Regions from separate parts of the Mus musculus genome. Here regions 1 and 3 are each linked to region 2. The links are chromatin contacts, called in public HiChIP or PLAC-seq and Micro-C maps. All regions are on one chromosome and are shown on one strand. The core of a region is the stretch at or near the end of the contact, and the rest is flanking DNA. Distances in the headings are between cores, read along the strand shown.

The links. Hi-C and Micro-C count contacts between places; a contact is called where the count stands out from the background. HiChIP or PLAC-seq counts read pairs in DNA pulled down with a chosen protein or histone mark.
Region 1: a Micro-C map of the G1E-ER4 cell line shows a contact between it and region 2, with 6 times the contacts expected there. The contact joins the enhancer-like site here to the promoter of Aqp7 in region 2. A contact is called at or near these places in 18 of 39 promoter capture datasets (the 3T3-L1 cell line, 3T3-L1-derived adipocytes, the C10 cell line and 10 more), 1 of 15 datasets of contacts at CTCF or cohesin (embryonic stem cells), 22 of 484 Hi-C or Micro-C datasets (the Ba/F3 cell line, the G1E-ER4 cell line, the HL-1 cell line and 7 more), 6 of 115 datasets of contacts at active chromatin or transcription factors (cardiomyocytes, embryonic basal ganglia, embryonic stem cells and 1 more) and 3 of 9 other capture datasets (adipose tissue, embryonic stem cells and pancreatic islet).
Region 3: an H3K27ac HiChIP or PLAC-seq map of embryonic stem cells shows a contact between it and region 2, with 5 read pairs. The contact joins the promoter of Dcaf12 here to the promoter of Aqp7 in region 2. A contact is called at or near these places in 7 of 39 promoter capture datasets (cranial neural crest, embryonic stem cells, hematopoietic stem and progenitor cells and 4 more), 1 of 484 Hi-C or Micro-C datasets (embryonic stem cells), 5 of 115 datasets of contacts at active chromatin or transcription factors (embryonic basal ganglia, embryonic stem cells, forebrain and 1 more) and 5 of 9 other capture datasets (adipose tissue, embryonic stem cells, liver and 2 more).

What each region holds. Positions count from the first base shown.
Region 1 is chr4:40,775,105-40,779,571 of GRCm38.p6, forward strand. It overlaps Gm34213 (a long non-coding RNA gene), which reads left to right. Exons shown (of 3, transcript XR_390479.3): 3 at 1,424-1,672. It also overlaps the pseudogene Psenen-ps. Among named protein-coding and RNA genes, the nearest start is that of Gm34213, 4.4 kb to the left of the region's middle. Within about 2 kb of position 1,552, at least 64 of the 459 cell types and tissues checked have an H3K27ac peak or open chromatin away from gene starts, as enhancers often do. A contact at or near this core is called in the G1E-ER4 cell line, the HL-1 cell line and pancreatic cancer cells, where this site is marked.
Region 2 is chr4:41,045,616-41,050,298 of GRCm38.p6, forward strand. It overlaps Aqp7 (aquaporin 7), which reads right to left and starts at 2,521. Exons shown (of 8, transcript NM_007473.4): 1 at 2,258-2,521; 2 at 769-907. It overlaps Gm25637 (a small nuclear RNA gene), which reads left to right and starts at 4,605; the gene lies at 4,605-4,683.
Region 3 is chr4:41,313,154-41,317,515 of GRCm38.p6, forward strand. Dcaf12 (DDB1 and CUL4 associated factor 12) reads right to left here and starts at 1,748. Exons shown (of 9, transcript NM_026893.3): 1 at 1,335-1,748; 2 at 58-312. The coding sequence starts at 1,412. It overlaps Gm46891 (predicted gene, 46891), which reads left to right and starts at 1,189. Exons shown (of 2, transcript NR_168697.1): 1 at 1,189-3,749.

The DNA of each region.
Region 1 (4,467 bases), core at 302-2,801, 270 kb before region 2:
TTTTTTTTTTTTTTTTTTTTTTTTTTTTAAGTTAGGGTCCTTTATTGGGGCAGATGGGAAATGAGAAACAGATGTCTTCAGGGTCTGAGGGAAAGCCTAGAGCAGAGAAGCCTTCATCCTGGGAGAAAGAACAGATCAGCAGCTTATGAAGTTGTTAGGGAGTGCCCAGGGGAATGGTGAAGGAGAGGTAGTCCCCAAGAGCGCCCCAGCGGGGCCGGTAGATCTGGAAGATGGTGATCCAGGTGGCGAGAATGATCACCCAGAAGAGGAAGCCCACAGCTGAGCGCCAAACATAGCCTTTGATTTGGCTCTGCTCTGTGTAGGCTGGGGCGAGGAACGCCTCTCTGAAGAACCAGAAAATGTTGACTAACCAAAGAAAAGGCAGGAACGCAAATCCACCAAGATAGTACTTCCGGCACAGGTTCAACTTCTCCTCATTGGATACCCGCTCCAAGTTCATAGTTGCGCTGGAGCCCGGTGGTCCTAAGGGTCTGCAGAGCAAGACCCAAATGACAGGCGCAAGATCACGAGCAACCACGCCCCAGTGCGGTTTATCCCTTCTGCCTGGATTCCTTTGCGGGAGATTTGCGGGAGATGCCGCAGTTTTCAGTGGAGTTTGTTGTCGATTTTGTTTTTCTTCTCCTGCCCAGCCCCCCCACCCCCTCCGCTCCCCAGTGCCTATTCTTGGAGTTTGGTCCCTTCTATCTCTTTCTGCTAGTCCTATTTGTACCCTCTGATTACCTTCCTCCCATCGTCTGCCTTCCAGGAGGCTCTTGCTTCCGAAGGAACCTAACCAGTCACTATGCACCACTGCTTGCCTGTGAGCTGCAGCACTGAGAGCGGCTGAACTGGGAATTCCAGGGTGTGCTGTTAGGAGCTCTCATCATTCCTGAGAGTCAGGTGGTGGGGGTGCAGGCCTTTAATCCCAGTGCTCAGGAGTCAGAGGCAGGCAGGTCTCTGGGAGTTTGAGGCCAACCTGGTCTTGTGCTGTGAGTTCTAGGATAGCCAGGGCAACTGTCTGAAAAATTAAAAATGAAATAAGTTTTCTGAGGATCAAATGAATTATTATTACATGTAAAACATGTTAACCATATCTGGCACATCTAGCACTGAAAAAGAATGTGCCATAGTTATCATTTAAAGCTGTGGAGATAGCTCAGCACTTACAAGCACCCGTGGCTCTTCCAGAGGACCCAGGTGTGATTGCCAGCTCCCACATAGCAACTCGCAACCATCTGTAACCATCAGGCCTCAGGAGATCTGATGCCTCCGACCTCCTGGGCACCTACATTCATATCCACATGTCTAAGGGTTTTTGGTGCTATGAAGAGACACCATGACCATGGCAAACCTTATAAAGGAAAATATTTAATTGGGGCTGGCTTACAGGTTCGGAAGTTTAGTGTATTATTTGTCATAGCAGGAAGCATGCCAGCATGTGGACAGACATGGTGCTGGAGAGGTAGCTGAGAGTTCTACATCTGGATTAGCAGGCAGCAGCAAGAGACTGTGAGTCATGAGCCCAGCTTGAGCTTCTGAACCCTCAAAGCCCATCCCCCCGGGCACACTTCCTCCAACAAGACCACGCCTCCTAATCTTTTCAAATAAAGTCACACTCCCTATGAACATGTGAGAGCCATTTTCATTCAATTAACACACACCTGTACGTGGTTTTAAGACATAATTGTTTTCAATTTTTAAGATGCTGTCAAAGTCTTCCTGCAGTTTCTATTTCTTCTTCTTTTTTTTTGTTCGTTTGTTTGTTTTACGAGACAGGGTTTCTCTGTGTAGCCCTGACTGTCCTGGAACTCACTCTGTAGACCAGGCTGGCCTCGAACTCAGAAATCCACCTGCCTCTGCCTCCCAAGTGCTGGGATTAAAGGCATGTGCCACCACTGCCCGGCCTCAGTTTCTATTTCTTAACACAAAGAGGAAATGAGCACTGTAGGTTCAAACGAGGTCTAAACTGGTCAGTCTGGAGTAAGGGAACACTGTCCTTGTTAACAATCCCAGCTCTCACCAATGAGCTTGCACGCTGTTCCTGTGTCTGCAGGTGGTGGCTGGTTGGTCATCCCATGACCTTCTCCCTTGTCTTAGCCCCCCCTCCCCCAAAACACAATGTGTGGCCCACTGGCCCACTCAGCCTCTGTGATACTAAAGCCACATGAAAAGGTTCTTGCCACAGGCTGGGACTGGAATGTGAGGGTTGTTACCCCACCACTGACTTGCTGGCATTTGTGGCTTCCTGAGGCTTCCCTCTGCTATCCTTTGATCTGGGATCTGAACAAACAAAACCAGGGCACCCGAGCACAGCAGCTTCCTGTACTTTCTCTACAGGGATTTCCCAGAGCTGTCTTTTAAATGGCATCTTTGGCCCTCCTTTCCCAAATTATTTTCTTACAATCTCAAGGAGCTCTGGGGCACAAAATTAGTTCTCAGTCTACACATTTCAGATTTCTCCTTTTCCTTTGGCTAGATGAGGGGAGATTCTGCCCTCATTCCCACTATCCTGCCCAAAGTCTCCGTTTCTCCAATTGCCATGGTAGGTTTGGGGAAGTCCTCTGGCAAGCTCATTGTCAGCAGCAGTGGGGAGACACATAGTCCACGCCTATTGAGTTCTTCTGCAGCCTCAACTCAAATGAAACTGGGTTGGTTTTTTATGTGTTTTGTAAAGACTAGGATGTGTTTTGTAGAGTCAGGGATATGTTTTGTAGAGCGAGGAATGGTGCGGTGGGAGAGGATACCTCAGCAGGCCCATGGGTCTAGTATAGAATAGAGATTATTTGGGGACATGGGAAGGGGAGTTGAGAAGGGAGTAGAGGCAGAGAGAGGGAGGAGACAGAGAAGGAGAGGAGACAAAGGAGAGGGAGAAGGGGAGAGGGAGGGAGGGGGAAGAGAGAAGGTGTGGGAGGTAAGAGAGAAAAGAGAGTCAGAGAATCAGAGGGAGTGAAGGGAAGCCAAACTGTCCCTTTTATAGTGAGTCAGGCCTACCTGGCTGTTGCTAGGTAACTGTTGGGCAGAGCGTAGAAGGAATGCCAACAGTTTTGGTTGAGTTTTATTTTGTTGGATTGTTTTTGTTTGTTGGGTGGTTTGGTTTTTTACCGTAGAGATTTTCAGAATGAGTCAGTATGAAGCAAAGTTGGATTTATTAAAAAGAGATAAAAAATTAGGACAGTATGGACTTAAATCTGAAGTACAGGCAGAAAAAGAGATGGGGAGGGGGCTTGAGTCTCTCAAGCATAGCTAATACATGTGTCTTGTGGCTTTTTCCTTTATTGGAAACACCATCGTGTGTATCTCAGGCTGGACTCAAAATGCTATGGAACCACAGATAATGTTAAACTCCTCATCCCCCAGCCTCACCCTCCTCCTGAGTGCCGGAACTACAGAGAAGCTCTCCCACCCCGGGGCAGGCAGTGCTTGGGACTGAACCCAGACTGCATGCTAGGCAAGCCCTCTGGCAACTGAGCTGGATCCCCGGTCCAGTCTTGTAGCGTTTCAAGTTACATTTTTCTTTTTTTTTTTTTTTCTTTTCTTTTTAAAAAAGATTTATTTATTTATTTAATGTATATGAGTACACTGTAGCTGTACTAATGGTTCTGAGCCATCATGTGGTTGGGAATTTGAATTCAGGACCTCTGCTCACTCCGGTCAGCCCCACTCACTCTGGCCCAAAGATTTATTTATTATTATACATAAGTACACGGTAGCTGTCTTGAGACACACCAGAAGAGGGCGCCAGATCTCATTAGAGACCAGTCGCGCTCTTACCTGCTGAGCCATCGTTCCAGCCCCAAGTTACATTTTTCAAAGGATGTAATTTATAAGCAGGTTCAAAGATTAGGTAAAGCTTAAAATTTTAAGTGCCAAAGTGATGGCTCAGCTGGCAAAGATGCTTGCCACTTTCCTGACAATACTACTTCTATGCTTTGGGCTCACATGATGGAAGAAGGGAGGCTCCAGAGAGTTGCTCTCTGACCTCTGTGAGTACATGCACACACACACACACACACACACACACACACACACACACAAATACAAATTTCAGAAAATATTGAATTGCTGGGTGGGGGTGGGGGTGCATGCCTTTAATCCCAGCGCTCAGGAAGGCAGAGGCAGGAGGATGTCTGAAAGTCAGAGGCCAGCCTGGTCTACAGCATGAGTTGCAGGACAGCCAGAGCTACACAGAAACCCTGTCTTAAAAAATCAAAAAGAAGAGGAAAGAGAAAGGGGGCTAGGGGTGAGGTCGAGGAAGAGGAAGATGAAGAGGGAAGAAGGAAGAAGAAAAGGAGAAGGAGGAAGAGGAGGAGAAAATGTTTAAACACATTTTCTTATTTTTATTTTTTATTTTTTGTTTTTTTGAGACAGGGTTTCTCTGTGTAGCCCGGGCTGTCCTGGAACTCACTTTGTAGACCAGGCTGGCCTCAAACTCAGAAATCTGCCTGCCTCTGCCTCCCAAGTGCTGGG
Region 2 (4,683 bases), core at 1,271-3,770:
TCCCAGACTGAACAGGCAGGAGGGGTGTACCAATGTGGCCACTTTGCAAAGGGGGTAGGCAGGGAACTGAAAGTGCAATCTGTTTTGGGGAGGAGGCAGGGTCTGGGGTAGATGGGAATCAGAGCTCAACTGTGTCTGTCTCTCTGCAGAGCTTGGGGTTAGGAACAGTGGGGGAACTCTGCCCATGAGGTTTGGCAAAATCTGATGCTGGGCTCTATAAACAGCACAGAAGCCTGAAAACAAAAACCAGGTTCTTCAGAAGGTGGGGGAGGGGGTCAGCAAACGCACCGGGCTTCTACAACCAGGCCAGCAGAGAGGTGCTTGGAAGTGAGTGGGTGAAGGAGCAATGAGGAGGAGAAAAGGAGAGACAGGGTCTCACCTCCCCAGGACCCTCAGTGCCAGGCCCACAGATGTGCGCGATCACTGGTTGAATAACCTACCAAGAACTGGGCAATCTATTTCTCTATCCTAACCAGATTGACGCCAAAGCCTTCCTAAGGAGTCTGACACTTGATAAACTTTTGTTCAATAAAAGCTTTGTTTGATGGATAGACAGATGAAAAAATGAGTTTTAGACACCGGTGTTCGTTAGGTGGTACAGTGCTGGCGTCTGGGGAAGGTGCTGGGTCTCGGGGATGAAGAGGAACAGGACAGGTGTGGCTAGGTGGGCCTTGGGGAAAGAGGGGTGGGGAGACACAAAGCCTAGGTATTTAAGGTATTAGTGCCTAGATGAGAGCCATGGCGGAGAGGGAACATTAAGGACGTTACCCTTGACTTCTGGCTGGAGCCGAGGAGAAGGGGACCCCTGTCTGAGCTGAGACCCACAGGAAGACGAGAGAGGCTGGAGGTGCAGTGCGGAGATGGTAATTTTCACCCGGCGTCGAGTTGCTGGTCTTATGAAGTAGGTCTAAAGCCAAGAAGGGAGACATGGCTGAAAGAGCAAGGTTGCCAATGCAGAGGGAGCCGCTGGGTCCAGTGAGAGGGCACAAAGGGCGAGCATCTGTATTCTCGTGGCACTCAGCAATGAGTTGGATAGGCATGCTTGCCTGAGAGGGCAGTGAGGACTACAGAGGTCTAGAAGGGCACTAGGAATGCATCAGCTGCCACTGCACAGGGAGTGGGACCGGAAGTACAGTTGTCTCGGGAAGCCTGACTGAGGGGCCTCTTTGGAAATGAATGGAAAGGCTGAAGGAGTAGCCATGTGGGTAAATATAGGGAGAGAGCTCCGGGAAAAGGGAAGAACTGTTGAGGGAGTCTGAGCATGTGTACAGAAAGCAACTGAGGACAGCGCACGGCTGGAGAGCCGGGAGAGCAAGACTTGGAGCGGAGGCTTGAGGAGGTAAAGAGATCAGGACCCTGACTAGTGCAGACTCTGTCATCACCAAGAGTCAAAGGCGATGGATTTGGGTCAGCTAGTTGCCATTTACACGGGGCAGACAGAGCCTGCTCACCAGCCCTGTATCCTCAATCCAGATCTTCAGAGCGTCCCTTAACCTGATATCGGCCATTGTTTTCTGAGTTTTAGACTCTGTGGTACTGGAGAGGAACCACCTAGGGCTGAGTGAGAGATTCAGAACTTGGAGAGAAGCAATCAGGACAGCGCTATCCCAAACCCAGGCAAGCTGGAGGGAGGAGGGAAGAGGGAGGAAGGTGAGAATGCCTCAAGCAATGTGAAAGTGTCCTACCCCCCCCCTCTACTCATGCTACCCCAGAAACCTGGACCTCAAGACCGGGGCTCCTCAAAAGCCCTCTTGGCCTCCCCAAGTCTGCCATCTACTTAGCTTTGGATAACTAACGTTGTGCTAAAGTTGACTCTCCCACCTCTCTGAAACTTACCCTCTAGTCCATCCTCCTCTTAGACTGCCAGGGTAACTCCTGACAGTTGCCCCCAGACAGGCGCTACCCGATTTTCTCTGGATGAAGCATCAATTTATATCCCTAACCTTAAAGTGCCTGAGGAAGATGCCATCAGCAGACCCATCTCTGACCTGCCTCACTTCTGCCCAGTCTGTTTGCTCTCCTCTCCTCCCTCCACGGTGCAGCCCAATGCACCCTCCCACCCTCTGCTCCACTCAGCAGCTATGATCCTGCCACATCCAAGTGACAGCCAATCTGTCCGTGTCACACGGCCACACAGGGCTGAACCAGGACAGAGAGTCATACTCCAACTCCTGGTGAACTTTCTTTCCCAAACACCCCCTGCTGGGCTTGCCCCAAGGAGGCTCCCCTGTCCCAGACTACCCGCAGCCCCGCTCACTCTCTGAAGTGCTCTGTGTCTTTCAGCCTCCGTCTCACAGCTGGTCTTGATTCCGTTTCTCTATCAGGGAGGCAGACTCAAGCTGCAACTGAACTGTAGCTCTGCGGTCTCCGAGTCCTCACTTGAGCCTGCCTCTGGGCCCTCCCCAGGGTGGCTGTGAGTTCTGTTGTGCTTCTCCAGGGGAGAGGTCAGTAGGGCAGGGGTTTGGCCCATGCCACTTAAGCCAAGTCCATACACACTGCCCAAAATAGCATCTCTGTTCTTACCAGTAGCACCATGGAGACTGAGTTCTGAGGCAGCCCTTGTGAGGTCAGAGGTGGAGTTCCAGGTGTGAATTCTGGGCCTCATAGTCCCAGAGGAAAGGCCAGTACTACATGCCAAGTGTCTGGCTTATCTCTAAGACCAGAGCCAGAGGTAGCCTGCAGAAGGCCACAGAGGTTCCTGAGACCCAGGCTATAGAGAAAGCTGTGTAGATGGAGATGTACATAGAAGTTTCCAGAAAGTAACAGAAAGGTGGAAGAGGTGGAAGGACTGGAAAAACAATTCTGGGTCAGTCCTCAGAGAGCCCTCCACCTGAAGCAGAGGGAGGAGAGTTAGGCCCTCTCCTCAGGGGTCCCCATCTGGGAGAAGAGGAAAAAAGCCAGACCTGGTTTCCTGCGGCCCCCATTCCAGGTCCTGTCTTCTGGACACTGCCTATCTTAGGAAAAGTATGCCCAAGGCTCTATGAGAAAAACCAGGCTAGCCCAGCACGGGGCTGTTGGCTCAAGGCAGCCGTGGGATCTCAACTATGGGGGTGAGGTCAGAGGGAGCTGAAGACCACCTGCAGCCAAATGGTTTGTCTGGGTTCAGGGGCCCGGTGGGGCCAGGAAGAACAGGCAGGCATGCACGTGTCAGCAGGGGCTGCAGTGCCAAAGCATGAGGGTGGGTGCCTGTCATCGAGAGGTGGGTGATAGGCAGGAAGCCCAGGGAGACGCACACAGTACCTCGATGGGAGAAGTTATAAGATGTGGTTGTCCAAAAGCCTTGTATGGGAGTGAGACTGTCTTCTAGAGATCACTGAACAGGGTGTCTGTAGCCTGCACCCATGAGGCAGAGACAAGAGGAATACAAGTTTGAGCATAGCCTGAACTGCCTAGAAAACTCAGGCCATCACTACACAGAAATCCCACCATTGGAAAGCAGGGGAAATGAGGTCAGACTGGTCTACAGAGTGAGTCCCAGGCCAGACAATGCTCTACAGTCAGAGTCTGACTCAGAGACGAGAGTCACATGCCTACAACCGGGAGTTCAAGGTCATTCTCCACTACATAGTAAGTTTAGACTAGACAGCCTGGGCTATGGCTATATGAAACCCCAGCTTTATTTTATTTCAAGGTAGGGTTTTTGTTGGTTTGTTTCTTTGTTTAGTCCTAGCTGTCCCTGGAACTCACTTTGTAAAGAACCCTGGCCTCAAAGTCAGAGGCCAGCCTCTGGAGCTGCCTCTCTGCCTCTGGAGCACTGAGCTTGAAAGGCGTGGCCACCACCCTGCAGAGGCCTGTTCTCACACACACACACACACACACACACACACACACACCCCACACACACACACCTCCATTCAAGTGAAACCACTATTGCTGTCACTAAACAATTTCAGGGAGTCGCCAGTATGGGCAGACTTAAGAAAAGTAGCTTAGGGGCTGGAGAGGTGGCTCAGAGGTTAAGAGCACTGACTGCTCTTCCAGAGGTCCTGAGTTCAAGTCCCAACAACCACATGGTAGCTCACAACCATCTGTAATGAGATCTGATGCCCTCTTCTGGTGTGTCTGAAAACAGCTACAGTGTACTTGTAATAAATAAATAAATAAATAAATAAATAAATAAATATTTAAAAAAGAAAAGTAGCTTAGTTTATAAAAAGTTTGCCCAGTATGAGAGCACCGTATTAAAAGAATGGACGCCGGGCATGGTGGTGCACGCCTTTAATTCCAGCACTTAGGAGGCAGAGGCAAGAGAATTTCTAAGTTCCAGCCTGGTCTACAGAGTGAGTTCCAGGACAGCCAGGGCTACACAGAGAAACCCTGTCTCAAAAAAAGAAGAGAAGAAGAAGAAGAAGAAGAAGAAGAAGAAGAAGAAGAAGAAGAAGAAGAAGAAGAAGAAACCAACAAAAAACTAAAAGAATGGGCAGAGCGGTTCACTGGCTGGGCTATGGTGGTTGCACACCTTTAAGCCCAGCACTTGGGAGGCAGAAGCAGGTGGATCTCTGAGTTTGAGGCCAATCTGGTCCACAAAGTGAGTTTCAGGACAGTCAGAGCTCCACAAAGAAATTCTAATCTTGAAAAAATAAATAAATTTTAAAAAGAAAGAGGTGCTCACTCCCCTTGGCAGCACATATTCCGAAATTGGAACAAACACAGAGAAGTCTAGTGTGGTCCCTGCACAAGGAT
Region 3 (4,362 bases), core at 498-2,997, 270 kb after region 2:
ACCAAACCAAACCGCAGCAGCAACAAAAGGAAGACAAAGAGCACTCCTGATACTTACTGTGTTGCATTTCGTGCCACACACCACTTGCCTATGATTCAACCACTGAGAAGCAAACACTTTATTAAGGGTCCCGAGGTGAAATTCTCTCTCCTTGAGGAGACTGGGAAGCTGTTGTGCTGCATAACCATGTAACAGGCGAGAGTAGCTGGTCTCATTCTGGAGCCTGACTTCGCGGTTCTTCAGGTAGTACACTAGGGATCTCTTCACTGGGGGGAGTCTTTTCCTTTTGTGCAGCGAATGATCCCAGCCAAACTGTGAAAGCCAACATCAGAAATCAGGGGTTTGGCCACTTTTCCTTCAGACAAGAAGTCTGACCGTTTTATAAAAGAACCAACACGAATTCGTCCTTCGGGATTTACACAATCAAACATTTAACAGAAGATTTGTAATCCAGAAAGTACAGTTTAACTCGGCTAGCACTGAAATAAGGCTCTCATAATGAAGACTACTTAGAAAATGGATAAACAGGGCAAAAAAAAGTTAACTAAACCTTTGAGGAAAGTGGAGGGCTCAGAAATAACATATACCCAGGTGTCCTTGATAGTTACGAAATGAAGTCCATATTACAGAACCCACCTGGGCTGCACTTCTACCCAGCCCCCTTCTCCCTCTCCGCCTGTGCACCCCGTAGAGCATAAAGAGTATAGCTCAAAGAGCCAGACTGGGGTCTCGGATCTTCCAGGGATGTACAGTCAATGGCCGCTCATCTGACTCCGCGCGACTTGCGCTGCGGGCAGTTTTAGAATTCGAAAAATCAAATACCAACGGGGTAACCTGCGTCGGAATCCCAAGTCCAAGAGGCCTTCCTCTCCAAAGGGGGCAATATAGAGATGACACCTGGTGTTTCTTCTAGATGTCTAAAGAGCCAAAGGGGCCTGCACCCAGTTTAGGAGATGGTTTCCTTGATAAGAGACCATCGGCCCTTATTCCTAGTGCCACTGGAAGGTCCACTTCAATCTCCTTCCCAGTAACTTCGGAAGGTCGGTCTTACTTCCGATTCCCCTTGTCTTCATTTTCTCCTCCCTCCAGGAACGAGGAGGTCCTGAAGCTCTCTATCCCTAGCTGCTGACTTCCAGCGGAAGGCGTCATTTTGTAGTTTTCTTTTGGCTCCTCACCCTTCCGGCCCGCCTGCTCGCCAGTACACTGCAGAAGGACCGGTCACTGCTCTACAGTCCCGGCTCCGGTTCTCGTCCCGCCCTGGCCCCAGGTTCCTGAACCCAGCTGGAACGCCCTAAGCCCCTGCTAGGTGATGACCCAGACCTGTGAGCCCTCACCTGCGGGCCCTGAGCGTCGCTCCCGGCTCCTGGCGAGGCAGACGCTTTCCGCTTCCTGCTAACTGCTTTCCGGGCCATAGTGGGCAGCGCCGCCGTGGCCCCGCAGCCACATGAGGCGGAGAAGGCAAGGGGCGGCAGGGCGACGGGTCATGAACCGGGCCCTGGGGCCGCGCGCTTTCGAGCGCCCGGCCCGGAAAATGGCTCGGATCCCGGGCAGCAGTCGATCAAAATGAGGCGCGTAAATGGAAGAAGGGAAAATCCGGGTTGGGAAAGGGGAAGGGGAAGGGAAGGGGAAGGAAAAGCAGGAACAAGCAGCTTTCCTACCGCCGTGTCTGGAAAGGACGGCGAGCGGCGAGAACCAAAACACCCCCCTCCCACTCGCCCGCGCCCCGTCACTCCTGCGCAGCCGCACATAGCAGCACGTCGCCACGGAGACACCGCCCAGACCAGCAGGGCGGGACTTAAGCGCAGCAAGGAGAATTGATGTCCTCGGAGAACTTCCGCTTGCCTCTTGCCAATGGCGGTTAAGCTGTGGCCAAAGGAATCCAGCCTTCTGTCGGGACATTTCCGACCTCAGCCAGCTCATCCTCTGGCATGCGGAAGTAAGCATGAGCTGCCTGGCTGCGGGACCAATCTTGAACCTGTAACCATCATGGTAGGATTAAAGATATTCTAGACACCCTGATTGCCAGATTGCAATCAGACTATTAAAACACTGGACTCTAAGAAATTGCAGTTTTCCTGGGAGAAGGAAAGGACAAGGGCACAGATGCCAGCCAATAGAGGAACTTGACTCCAGGAAAGATAGATCACAGTTGGGAAAACTTGTCAGACTACCTTCCCAGAGAAACTGGGCGAACAGATGATGGATGCGACCACACCTTGCCGACGACTGCTTACTTAAGCATAGCTGTTGCCTTTAAGCCTAAACAAACCACACGTCAGCCCCTAAGATGGACTAGGATAAGAGAATGTCCCGTCGTTGTTCTTTCCAATGAGACCGAGTTAACACCTTTCTTCAAGTTTCCCCTTACACTTTGTCTTTTAGTTGGCCTGTTGAGAATGAGTTAAGGCTGCTAGGGCCCAGGTTCTGACCCTTCCTTATACCTCAGAAGACGTTTCTTAATCCTGTAACTAGTAGCCTCACATTTAGCACTTTCCCCCAACATTCTCACAAACTGTCAATGGGCACAAAAGATTAGACACTTTAAGGAAGGCAGAGAACCCCACATCACACTCCTTCAAGATGGATTCAGGGTAGGAAGGCAGCAGTATGGTCAGATTTTTGCCACATCAAAGTACCAGAGCTAACGCAGGCTGCCTCACATGCCTGTTGGCACAGGTCTCCCCACACATACGGAGTCCCCAGATTCCATTCTCCACTTCTTTACTCTCCAGCTCCCTGTCTATTTTGACTCCTGTCTAAACCTCAAGTCACTTTTCCCCTTCTTTTATTTATTCCTTTTCTTTCTTTCCTTTTTTTTTTGAGACAGGGTTTCAGTGTATAGTCTTGGCTGGTCTGGAACGCAGCATGTTATATAAATCAATCTGGCCTCAAAAGTTATAGAGCTCCACATGCCTCTGCCTCCCCAGAGCTGAGTTAAAGGTGTGTGCAACCACATCTAATAAGTCACTTTCTTTCATAAAATGCCACCCTTTTTAGGTCTGCAAGGTCAAAGTCACACTGTCCTTGTGCTTCAGCAAATAGACCCATCGCTGTAATTCATGCCATTGCCTGCCTTTCTCTCGGAGCCCAGCCTTGATCTCCATTAAGGAGTGAAATCTTGAACCACAGAAAAGAGAGTGGTCATTTTTGGCATGTCCGGTTTGGACTGGCACCAGTCACCAAACAAAGCGGGATCACCCTTGCCTCCATTTTCCGAAGATCCTGAAGGAATGTGAGTGCCAGCTTCCACTTTCCTCAGGCAAAGAAACCCTTGGAGGAAGCAGGATGTTCTTGCTTGAGACTGACTGGCCTCAGGCTGTGGTGCCCAGTTACCTGCTGGTCCCTTCAGCTTCAGGCCTCATACCTCCAGGGAACTGTGTTGGCCCATCTGCCGTTCTGCCTACAAGAAGATTTGATTTGTTTTCCAGGTTGAAATGATGTGCCACCACCCCAGATCAGCACTGCAACTAACCCCTAATACTACCTTGGGAGAGGCAGCCCCATCTTTCCTGATTAGGCTTGTGTCTTCGGAGATTAACACATTGTGAGCGGGCAGGACTGTGGCAGCCCTCCCTTTCTGAGTCTGTTCTGGTTCTGTCTTGCCTCACAATGCTCTAGATGACCCAGTCGTTCACTGGACAAGAGTTTGGAACCCTTTGAGGATCTCCAGGCTCAGGCTGAGTGGGGCTGGACTCCTGGCATCCTCAGTCCATGTCAGGACACACAGGACACTGGTGCAGCTTCATTCTGTAAGTTGTCCTGCACACTGACATCCCAGGATTATCCTCAGATCCACACGCCAGATCATCTCTGTGGAAATGGAGTAAAGGTCCACTTGGAGGACTGAAAGTTCACCTTCCAGCTTTGTGTGTGTGTATATGTGTGTGTGCTGGGGGCTCAGACTCAAGGCCTTTTCTTTTCTTTTCTTTTCTTTTTTTTTTTTTTTTTTTTTTTTTTTGAGACAGGGTTTCTCTGTGAAGCCCTGGCTGGCCTTGAACTCAGAAATCTGCCTGCCTCTGCCTCCCAAGTGCTGGGATTAAAGGCGTGCACCACCACTGCCCTGCTTCAAGGCCTTTCTTTTGCTAAGCAAGTTCTTTACCACTCTGCTATGCCTTCAGCCATACAATAATTTTAAGTGTTACTGATCAAACCTAAGTTTTCTTGCATGGAAAATGCTAGCACTGAGCTATATATAGCCCCGACTCTTTTTTTTTTTAAAGATTTATTTTATGTATGAGTATACTGTTGCTCTCTTCAAACACACTAGGAGAGGGCACCAGATCCCATTACAGATGGTTGTGCAGAATTGAACTGAGTTGCTGGGAATTGAACTCAGAACCTCTGGAAGAGCAGTCAGTGCTC